2 separate regions of the Arachis hypogaea genome follow, and region 2 is linked to region 1. A link is a contact called in public Hi-C data. All regions are on one chromosome and are shown on one strand. The core of a region is the stretch at or near the end of the contact, and the rest is flanking DNA. Distances in the headings are between cores, read along the strand shown. Region 1 holds the start of LOC112710291. Region 2 has its middle 16 kb from the start of LOC112708836.

Region 1 (6,376 bases), core at 2,028-4,527:
TTATATATGCAGCAATCTATTGGTCAATAGTATATTCTTTTTTTTTTTTTGGTCTTGGCAATAGTATATTCTTAAATGACACTTAGATACACAACAGATAGTCCTTAGCCTGCCAAGCCAAAAAACAGTAAGAAAAAAAAAAAAATTCAGACTACCAACAAATGCTCAAAGTTTGACACATCATTTCAAGCCGAAAGGAATTTCTGTTTTACATGGTAGTCCTAGTAAAAGAAAATGGTTGAAACTAGAAATCCTATCTTCACTTCAGTATTTCATACTCACTTTATTAAGTCTTTCTATGGTCTCCATATTCTTGTCAAATGATTCAACACTTGTCAGATAAATCGGTGTGTTGGTTATACTTATAGTCATGCCATGCCATGTCCGAAAGCCACAGGAACCTCCACTCTGTCATGAGCTCCTTGATGTGAGGGTATATCTTGCCATTCTTAATTGTTGGAGGACATTATTGTGCACTTGGTGTCGTTAATGAACGACAACACTTGAACGAGACTTTTAAGATTACAAGGTACTTATCCATTATAGTTAGTAGTTACTCTCTCATTTGACATTTTTATACAAAACGTGAATTAATAGACATGTTACACCATCATATATATTGCAAATTTAAAAGCTTCTCAAACCTTAGTGCACAATGAGTGGGTAAGATAGGGTTTAGATCCAACCCTAATCCTACCTGTGGGTTGACAATATTCCAACTCTAACTCTACCCGTTCTTGACCCGCGATACTCGACCCTACTCACGAGTTACCAAAAAGATGCAACATTATTATATAACTAGATGATAATTTACAATAGAACTGACTTATATATATAATGTATTAAATTATCAATTAATGATCTTTTCTTAGTGGCTAAAGATCTTTTGCATTTAGTGAAAGGTTTTTGGTTTAACATCCACTTGAAGCATATTTTTATATAAGTATATAACAAATACATATATAGGGTGCAGGTTGGTCGGATAGGATTGAGACTCAACCCGCACCCTACCTCACCCGCACGAGAACCCAACCCTACCCACACCCTACCCTACCCGACCGGATTGGATAGGATTGGATATCCACGGGTAGGGTGTATGTTGCCACCCTTAGCCTCAATATGCAATTTAAATTTTGGCATAAAATTTGTTCGGTGCAAGAACGGAGTTTGGAAAACGTCTCGAATACCAAAAGTCCAACAAATGTCAAACAACATTCATCTTCTTTGATGCAGTAGTAGGTATGGACATGAGAAAACAACAGAGATGCAGATAAAAGATTCTTGTCTAGAACAACAGCAAGCAGAGAAAAACTGTTTTCACCACAAATATTTATCATCAAGGTCTTTCTAATTGCCCTATTTTGTGGTTGAAATTGTAGTTAACATATTAAAGAGGAAGCTTTCAGCTGAAAAAATCTAGTTTTGTATGAAAACTAAACAACAGGTTTATAGTTTATACTAACCATGTGCAGATTGTTAGGACAAGGCTGAGGTGTGACAGCCTCCATCTGCTGAAAGGGCACTTTCGCAAGCATAGATAAGCCAACAAGCCAATTGATCTTATGCCGAGGAGCAACAAGACTCGCACACTTCGATCACGGACTCATTTTGGATAATGCCTTTAGTAACTCTAACACACCTCTTTGAAATACATCTATTCAAATACTGTTCAAAGCTTTGCAGCTTGAGTTTATCACAGAACTGTACTAAATATGAAATATAGTCAGTAGAATCTAAGACACAGGCAGAAATATGAATCTACACCAAATAACGGACAAAATCTCAACCAACTCGATGAACCAGAAAAAGGATATATATCAGCTCAGAAACTTTTGAAACCAAATTAAATCAATTCAGAAAGGAAATCCTTTTCGAACGCTCTTCTTTGATGACTCAGCTAATCTCTTAACATTTTTTGTTCTTCTATAGAATTCCATTAACTCATTGGCAACTTCCTCCTGATGGCATTTGATAAACAAATTCACAAACTTCTCTTCTGTCATCCTGAGTGCCCTAAGAATCGGAGGTCTCCTGATTTTCTGCTCACCATCAATCTCATGTACCTTCATTGCTAGAAGCACTCTTGGCTTCAAAACCGTATCAATATTAATACACAATAGCAATGGGCATCTTAAGATTGCCTTGACATCGAGCTTCATTGTGGCCAGAATGAAAGTCATGTTCCTCTGAACCTTGTCAGTTGACAATGTCAAAATATGAGGGGACTTCCCAAGAAGCCAAAAGACCTCATCCTCAGACAAACCGAATTTCTCCAAATTCGCAACCTTATCACGAATTGTTTCCACACGTGACACACCTATTAGTGTTACCACATACTTATACATCTTTGAATCCTTGGAAAGCCCTATCCTGCGTATGTATTCCATCTTATCATCGTTGAACGATGTCCTTGAAATGATCGTGGGACGCAATAGGATCATCTGAATCAAGTCCCTTTTCTTAATACCTAACTCCTCATACAGTGCAAAGGTAGCTTCAATGTCAACTCTACCATCATAGACCAAAAGTGAAGGGTTTCTCACAATGGCTTTGGTAAGCAAATCCTTCGTCTCGAACAATGACAAGAAATAGGCAAGCCTCTCGTTGAAAGATTGGTTAATCCGAGACTGGAAAAACCGGGGCCTGCAATTGACTATCTTAACAAGATCAGATGCCCCTATTCCAAAAGCACTCAGAAGATCAAGTTTTGATTGGATTTTGGTAGCATCAGCATTGCGCAAAGCTGGGCAACGGGTGAATATTCTCATCAATTCACCATCACTACAACCCCATTTACTTAAAACCTCAGTAGCATTATTTGGTTTCTCTACAGGATCCTCCTTTTCAGCTTTAGGTTGGGCTAGGCAAATGGTCGAATATGTGGCATGCGTAAAAACTTGCAATGCTTTTATAAATGGGGGATTTGAAAATGACTCAAACAGATAAGACCCAGATGAAAGCAACCGAAGCATTTGAGATTCTTGAAATCCGGAGAGTATTTTCGAGATTCAGCAGTGCAGAAAACAATTAAATAGCAAGTCTCTTTAATTGAACAAACTACACAAAGTATTTGAGAGAGAGAGAGAGAGAGAGAGAAGAGAGAGAGAGAGAGACCTGCAAATGCAAAGTGAAAAGGTTGTAGCTGCTACAAGGCGATTTCGGAGCGACCTACAGAGACTACAGACTAATGAGACTAGAGAGATACCAGAGGTTTGACCATGGTCAACGATTAGAAGAGTTTTAGGGTTTATTTCTTGCATGATTCTCGAATCTTCGGTTTTGTGGTCTAATTTAATATATGGTTACAAGCTTTATTGGGCTAGTTCTACAATGCTCCGAGTCAAGATAGTGAATTTCACGGACCCTGTCCCAAACAATGTTACCAATTTTTTAAAAGTTTTGAAACATCTAAAATTTATTATTTTGGCAGCCCAAATAATATATTTATTTGTTTTTCTTTTTTCATAGCCCAAATAACTAAACATTGGTTTTTTAAGATTGTTCGGTACAAAACCATACATCCAAAACGAAATACAGAATAACAACAATCACAACCGTCAGTAATTCTTTTTTACTCCAAATGATACCATTGTACCCATTGCTAACTCATATTCTCCAGGCCACATCCACACAAGTCACCCGCTGTGTTGAAATTGATAAGCACATTATCCCTTTTATATCACCAAAGCTAGTTTGTTATTCTTGATAATGTCCACCTATCCAGTACTTTAATTTAGCGTACTATGGCCATCCTTCAAGCCAGTCACTTGATCTAATTTTCTTCATTTTCTATTACCATCTCTTCCTATTGTTTTTTATGCTTAAATCTTTGCTCTCCTTCATGTGCTAATTCCACATTTTTGAGAATTTGACATTCATTGTCTGTTCTATTTTTTAGAAATTTCTGGTCTCATCCTACTTATTCTTTTCCCATTAGCCAGCATACTATATCTTTTTTTTCATGCTATCTCCCAAACTGGTAAGTCAAGAATTAATCCGCTGCGGTACTGAGCTCCATTTAAGGGTTTGTCACTGACCAATGAGTTGTTGCATGCATAAGGCGGGATTCGAATCCCCGACACTTGTTTAAACAAACTAGTGAACTAACTACTAGACCAACCTAACTTAGTTACCTACTGCATCTCTATTCTTGATCACTATGATTATATATTCTCTTTCTTACGTCCGTTTCTTCCAACAAATATTGTAATTCCACTTGAATTCCTTTTAATGTAGTGTTACCTAATGAAGTTTCATTTGCTATTTCTCCCATTAAACAATACACTCTGTCCTCTTTATCAATCAAGTATCCTCCTGTTATATAAAAATTTAAATCCGATCTATATACAACACAACACCACCTGTCTATTTTTTTTATAACTATGCTGTACTTTATTCAGTTCTTTGTTATTTGCACTTCTTTCTCTTTTTCTCAACTGATTTACTAAGGTCTGTAATTATTTTCTATCCACTATCAACACTTACCATTTTTTCTCAAACACTTTCATATTTCTACAGCTCCAAATTACCCATATATCAGCAAAAAATAAATTACACAAAATCATGTTTTTTTCATTTTATGCACTTCTTGCTCCATCCACCCTAGTAAGCAAGCTCTAACATTTCCAAGTTCCACCAGTTCCACGACAAATACCATAATTTTGAAGAGAATATACAAGATAAAAATAAATGATATACCGTTTCTTCTTCAACTCCACATAAGGCACACTTTTGTTCCCCTTGGCTAGTGACATTTCTTCTTATCAATTTGTCCTTAGTGTTCAGAGCATCATTTATACACATGCTTAGACTCTGAAATTTCATATATTTTCGCCACTGCCACCTCCACCTCCATAATAATTTGGTAGTGTATCTCCTATCTGAATTGAATGTCCATGTCATGCTATCTTTAAAACTTGCACATAAAGAAACAGACCCCAAAAATTTATGATAAAAGGTGAATATATGAATTATGAAATGTCTTAGAATTTTTTTTCTTTGAATCATTTTTTTTCTAATCATTTTTCTAATAATATCTAATATTTAGACTTAAACTTATTTTTATTAAGAGGTTTGCTACACATACAAGTCTTTTTGACTTACAAGTCTTACAAGTTGGTACAAGCTTAACAAAACACATATGCATTACTGCTACATTCAAGAGTAAATATACGCACATTATTCAACCACTTCCTGTTTCCAAAGCGCGCTATTCACCATGCATTATGAATGACTCATCTTCTTCTTCCTCCATCAAAACGAGTTTCTTGCCAAATTTGTTCGATCTCCTTCGTGCGTTCTCTCTTCGCCATTTCATTCGTTGTTTTACCTGCGTTTATCACTGATATTCTTACTTCGTTTTTTTTCGATTTTCATGGTTTCTGAAATCAGCTTTGAAATCGTTTTGAAGATAATGGAACTTCAGAAATACACCCAAAGGATTACAGAAATACACCCAAACGGTTACAGGAATTCTCCCAAACGATTATAGAAATACACCCAAAGAATTATAGAAATACACCCAAAGGATTACAAAAATACACCCAAAGGATTACAAAAATACATCCAAAATTCGTTGAAGTACACCTTATGCATAATTCAGAACTATTTCTCTTTCTCCTCCTCATCTTCTGCTGCTTCTTCTTCTTCATTTTCTTATTTCATATTCTCATAATTCTTTTTGGGAGAAAAAAATCAAACAAAGAAGAAAAAAATACATAATGTTGTAAAATCAAAAGAAGAACGAGAAGAAACACGATGATGAAGATGAAATAGTTCAAAAACAATTTCAGAATTTGATGTCAAAAAATAATGGAAATCGAGAATAACGAAGAAAGAAAACACAGAGAAAAGCACGTAAATGAAGAAGGAGAAAGAGAAGGCAAGAAATTCGAAAAATAAAACGGAATCTTTTCAAAAATTAAAAATCTGTTAGAGACGCGTTTGAGCGTAATATCAATTAGGAAACTTGTAAGACTTGTATAACAGAATCACTTGTATATAGAGATTAACTGTTTTATTAAATGGACTAAGTCCAATTATACTAATTACAGCACAACAGCTACTCCTCCCATTTTCATAGAATATTCTTTGTTGGATATACAAGATAGATTGTAAATTTTATGATGATTAGGAATGAACTTATGATCCAAAAACACTTAATTATTCAATCTTTTTTTATGTAATTTAACAAAAAAAAAATTCAAAATTGCTATCCCTAACTCTCAAAATGTTGCTTCATTTTTTCTCAGAACATTTATACTCGATCGTCCAAATTCTTGGCCATGCACACCAATCATATTTGTTAAGTAAACTCATAATCAACAAATAAGTGTTCAACTAATGGTTTTAACATTCTATAAGCTCTTTCTCTTTA
Region 2 (6,376 bases), core at 1,936-4,435, 80 kb after region 1:
GGTCACATGTAATCGGAAAATATTAAGGCTTCGTTTGGTTAGTGGGTGGAGATAAATAAGATATAAACACAATACACAAAATGACATAGACACAATGAAACATGAAATTTGAGAACTTATTTGGTACTCAAGAACATAATACTATTTGTAATTTATCATTCTAACAAAATGACAATGTTATCCCTATCACAAATCATCAACATCACCTCTTATCATTATTTCAGTTTAAATTACTACTATTAAAACCACCATAACCACCTCTCTACCACCATTTCAATACAAATTACAACTATTAATAATAACAAACACACAGAATAAATTAAAAATTCAGATCTAATCTAATTTAATATTTAAACACAATTTTCAATCAATATTTAAATAAAAAATAAATAAATAATATATGAATTAAAAAAAACAGAGAACTAAATGGATCTGACAACGAGAAAGAAAGGCGGAGAAATTATAGAAGAGAAGTAGAGACAAAATTGAAAGGGTCGGAGAGACCACTGTAGATCTATGAGGCAGATTGAGAGAGGGAGAGGGAGGCGCAATAGAGGCGGCGACGAATCTAAGTAGAAAGAGGCTCAAAGATGAGGGAGACAGGGAGGGAGAGAAGAGTTGAAACAGTGGAGAGGAGGAGGAGGAAGAGGAGAAGGAGAAGAGGCGGTAAAAAAAAGACAAAAGAATGGAGGTGGTAAAGAGAGACAGAGAAGGTGAGGCGGTAGTTGGGGTGAGAGGCATGGAGGAAGAAACGAGACAGTGAGAAAGAAGAGAAAAAGAAGTTGATTAAGGTTAAAAGGAGAAGGATATAAATAAAAAAAAAAATAACAAGGATAAAAGTGAAAATAAAAAACTGTATCTATGTCTCAAATCTATGTCACAAATTAAAGGTGAAACACAAAAAACATGTATTTTGTGTGTCATCGTGTCTATGATAATTTTATGTCTTATTAAATAAACAATATACATATGTCACTGTGTCCATATCTTTGATAGACGTAGACATCAATCAAACGTGTCGTAACAAATTAAATACGACGTAACATGTGGTCAGGATATTAGACTTTGAAATTAGTTCATCTATTTATTTTTTTTAAAATACTTAATTAGTTGATAATTTATAATATTTTGACTTGTGTAATTTATAGTTAAATTGAAATAGTTAAAAAATATGATAACACAGTGTAACATTAATTGACCTACTATTGATTAATTATTTCTTTTACTTATAAATAATTAGCTAGTTAATATAATAGCTTACGTATCTAACATGTTTTGAAATAATAGAACATAACGAGTTGCTTAATTATTATATTTATTTAATTTAAATAAATAAAATCTTAAGATTAATTTGTCTATCTATTATTTTAAATATTTAATTAGTTGATAATTTATGATATTTAGATTTGTGTAATTTATAATTGAATTGAACTAGTTATAAAATATGGTAAAATAATGTAATATTAGTTTATCTGATTTTATTTAATTATTTGTCGTGCTTATATTATTGAATTAAATAATTAGTTGATATAATAAATTATATATATTTTGAAATAATAGATCAATAATGAAGGTATTAATTTTTATATTTATTTAATTTAAATAAAAAATTCTCAAGTTAGTTTACCTATGTATTATTTTATGTATTTAATTAGTTGATAATTCATGATATCTTAACTTGTATAATTTATAGCCGAAATTAAATAGTTAAAAAATATGCAGAATTAATAACATTTCGATCGTGTGCGCTGTTCTCGCGGCCCAGACGAGCAGCGACTCCCTAGCAGTCGGCATGTGTCTCCCGCCTAACGTCGATGATGCAAGATAAAGAGGTCACTTCACTTCTCGGGAGTTCGTAAATGGAGTGTAATAATCGTGTGAGTATGGTAGATATAACGTACGCGTGTTTGAAGACAATATCAAATTAAACACTCAATTGCTTACTTTTTATTCTCGCTCATGTCTCCTCATCTGTTCAAGTTTTTTTTTCTATTTTTTGTTTTTCCAGTTTTATGGTTACATCAAATCATAAGATTTATGTGTCAAATTATACATTTTTTTTAATAAAAGTTAAATTGTTGGATGATCATAGTTATTTCTTCTGTTTATTCATCATCTTCTTCTATTTTAATGGTCAATTTAGGATGATCATTTTAGTAGGTATGCAGATGATTATTTTAATTTTTTATGTAGATGATTATTTTGATTGGATTGGGTCTAGTTATATATAATTAAAATATATTAGATGTTCAATTCATTAGGTATGCAGATGATTAGTTTTATCTTTAAGTGGATGGTTATTTTTATTAAGGGTGAGTGGCGTGTGGCAAGTCAAGAAGCGACGGTGATATGGGATGATTATTGATGAAGGTGGGGTGGCCGCCAGTTAAAAGAAAAAGAAAATATTGGAGTGAATTATTTTAGTAAATTAGGATTTTAGATGATTTTTTTGAAATAACTAACTGAATTTTTAAAAAATTTAAAATTTAAAATTTGAGATTAAAGAATTTAAAATTTAAAATTTAATGTGAAATAATTGAATGAAAGTTTTTAAATTTATTATTTATTTTTATTGGACTAAATAACTAATTCATTATTCACATTATCAAGATGGAAAAGTATAGAGAGCCAATACTCTAAGCATACAATGTGTATAATGTGTACAATGTGTACAAGATTACTCATTGATTCCTTAACGAAATTCATTGTATTATGAGTGCATTAGTTACATTTGAGACTACTCATATATGTAGTCATGTTTGACTATCAAAAAGAGGCAAAAAAAAAAAAAAAAGTTACGAATTAAATTATTCTGTAATAACATATTCAAAAACTATCATAACTCAATTGACTTCACTTACTAATTATTTAATCTTAGTATTCTAAACATTGTTATTTATTTCGAGTACAGAGTTTTCGGTTTGTGGGTTTAATACTTTAATGTAATTTCTCCTTCTATACCGGAATATGACTGATAGTGTATTTTCGTAATTTTCTTTTATTAAATGTATTTTTTAATTATTATATTTATTTAATTTAAATAAAAAAATCCGTTCAATGCTTTTTTTTGTCAGAATCCGTTCAATGCTTGGGTTATTAATGTTTTATGCATGGATCATTACTGGGCCTCTATATGTTTGGGCCGAACGAGCCTCTAAGGTTCGAGTCCATTATCATGAAGATTCTTTGAAGCCCGTCCGAAAAAAAAAAGAGGCTTTGAAGAAACCCGTCAGGAGTTGTGGTACAATCATACTTTCATAGTTAATAGTTTCATCTACAATATTACGAATTACAATAGTCCTGTCCAAAAATAAAAATAAAAGTAAAATAAAATGAAATAAAATATTACAATAGTAATAACATTTGTTAAAAATTAGATTCGCCCAACATAAAAATAAAATTGATCAATTTTTTAATTTAAAGTACTATTCACCAATAAATTTAAAACAAAATCAAAGTCATTCAAACTAAAAAAGCACAGTCTAGTGAGTATATATATAGTGACACATCACTTGCTCTCTTAACAAAAAAACGAAAATTTTAATCTTATTTAAAACATAAAAAAAAGTGAATGGATATCAGTGACCTACAATAATGATGAAACAGCCCTTTTTTATTTTATCCGATAGCAAACACATAATACTCGTTCGCTTAAGTAAGTATTGAAGGGTTCAAATTTTATACATGCAACAATTTATTACGGCAATAAAAAAAAAAGAAAAACAGAATGGCAAGGGCTAGTTTTAGGACGGTACCATGAATTGAGATATAAATATAATACAAGCAATTATTCAATATATAGATTATTTGGCGTATTATTGACACCTACATAACAAATAAGTTAAAAGAAAATGAAAGATTCTTTTAATTGTTAATTCTGATTAAATATTAAAATTTTATCTTGGTTCAACATAACAGATAGGACATACATCATTAGCGTTAATTAATTCCAATAATGTTTAAACTATTAAGGTATGATGACATATGTGTCGAATACTTTTGTCTCCAAATTACTTTGTGTGTGAGAGCTGGATTTTGATTGGAGCCACATTGTGTAGTCGAAAAGTACAATAGTTTATGATTGGACGTACACAAATAATTTAATTTAAAAGCTTTTGATAAAGGAAAAAGACGAATGCATAAATAATATTCATAGACAATTTGAGTTGTATTACACAATGAACGAAAGATAATGAACCGTCTTCCATCAGCAATTTATATTTTTTATTATGATGAGAAAGAAAATAAGCGTTTAGTGTCTTATAATAAAATTGAATTAAAGGTTAAAGTTTACTTCAGCAGAATATAAAGTGAAGATACTTAAGTTACTAACAACCCCACAACTAGCATGAAATACTGAACTAATTTACGTAATATGATAAAGACATGTTATACGCGGGATAAAATAAGTTTAAGTAAATAAATTACTAGTATCATTTTTTTCAGTTAATTTTAAATAAAATTGATAATTGAGAACTGTTAGATGATAATTTAGTCAAATTTATCAAATTATTTGACGAGATTTTCAATTATCAACTTTACATAAAATTAACTACAAGTCTACAATTGAGTTTTCACTACCTTTTTTTCTTTTGTTTTATGTAGGCGCTCATAATTTAATTTCATGCAATTTATTCATTATATTATTTTCTAAACTGACCATTATTTTATTTATAATTTTACATTTATATAACGAACTGAAATTGGTGAATAATGCTTCAGAATCAATACAATAATAGTGAATTTCAATCAATACTATAACAAATTGTCAAATAAATCTAATATAAAATTCACTAAAAATGAGCTTTTATTAAGTTTGAATTTTAAATTTTTTATTTGATTTAAAATATTTTTATTTAAAAAATTTCAGATATTTTTTTGTACTTCTACATTATACATTCAAATTTTTTTTAGTAGTTTATATTTAAATTACTAATGGTTTTTAATTAAAATTAATTACTAGCTACTTTTTAAAAAGTGATAACTTTTTGAAGAAGAAGAGCAAGAATTGAAAACAAATGAAATAAAGAAATGAGGGAAAACGGAGAGATAAGGAAGAGAGTTAAAAAAATAATAATAAAGAGAGAATAATGTCAACTAAATGAATGTGTATCTAATATCAAATACAAATTAATAGTTTTATTTATTTTTTCCGCGTATAAAGTATAAACTAATGGAAAATACAGAAGCTTTATTTACCAAAAGTGAATTTAATGATTGTCTAAATCGGCATATAGGAAATAGGAATGTTAGGTGTTGAAACCTTTTGGTATTTATGTTAGATATCAATTTTTTTTAGCTCTTTTTAAGAGTTTTGTATAAGAAGACGGAATTTAATTTTTTGACACATATTTAAATAAATTAGTGAACTGACCACTCAATCAATTCAAATCGGTTAACAAAACAATACAAAAATTCTACTAGAACAAGAGAGTTTTTAACAAAATAGCTTAGGTTTATTTTTGTTATTCCACAAATTCAATGGTCATGAATTGAAGTTCAAACAAGAATTATAGACTTGTTTCAATAGGAACAATGCAAGTTGATTCGTTTGAGTGATTCGAATAAGTTGACTCATTTTAATATTTTACCCACTTTGTGTGTTTCTACAGTATTCGAGGAATTAGTCATTAGGCTTCCGGCCTAATGGATACCCTGGTGCAAACAAAAAAAAATTATAGATATTTTTCTTCTTAAAAAACGGACACCAATTTGCTTCTTTTGGATTTGAAAAGAGTTATGCATTGATCTTTGAAGCATATTTTGGTTGAAATAGAAGTTAACTTTTGACTTTAAAATTTCCATTAAATATAATTTTTGAAATGATACTAATATTAATAAAAAAATCGTATCATTTTTAAAAAAAACCAATAAAATATTATCATTTGTAACTATTAAATTTATTAAATAAATATAATAATTTTATTATTGTAATTTCATTAAATTGAGATAAAACCAAAAGCATTAAAATGGCAAATTTCATATTAAATCTTAAATCAATTTTTATGATATATAATATCATAGACACTTATATAATCTTTTGTGAGACTCAAAATAAAATCAAACTACCAAACATGAGAGATGTTCTGTAATCATAAACAAATTAAAGAAAGTCCATTTAAAATCCTTTGAAATTGTTGCATGCAATGTTAATTTGACTCTTAACATAAAAAACATGCTAAACTCGTGAAAAAGAGCTGCTACAGTGCTACTACTGAAAAATGTGGTACTTTCTAATTTTCTCTATATATTGGATACTTAATTAGAAACCCTAATGAACTAACCAAGTCCCACTGCAAAAATCCCTAAAGCAAACGTGTGTTTTGAGGTATTGAGATTAAGATTGAGAGATTGAGACTCAGTATTATATTTGTTG

What was found. Hi-C and Micro-C count contacts between places; a contact is called where the count stands out from the background.
Region 2: a contact with region 1 is called in a Hi-C map of an unstated tissue, with 4 times the contacts expected there. The contact joins the enhancer-like site here to the promoter of LOC112710291 in region 1. A contact is called at or near these places in 2 of 8 Hi-C or Micro-C datasets (leaf and an unstated tissue).

Annotation. Positions count from the first base shown.
Region 1 is chr9:9,617,372-9,623,747 of arahy.Tifrunner.gnm2.J5K5, forward strand. LOC112710291 reads right to left here and starts at 3,278. Exons shown (of 1, transcript XM_072202460.1): 1 at 163-3,278. The coding sequence starts at 2,972. The coding sequence ends at 1,854.
Region 2 is chr9:9,697,541-9,703,916 of arahy.Tifrunner.gnm2.J5K5, forward strand. No RefSeq gene overlaps it. Among protein-coding and RNA genes, the nearest start is that of LOC112708836, 16 kb to the left of the region's middle. Within about 2 kb of position 3,186, at least 2 of the 3 cell types and tissues checked have open chromatin away from gene starts, as enhancers often do.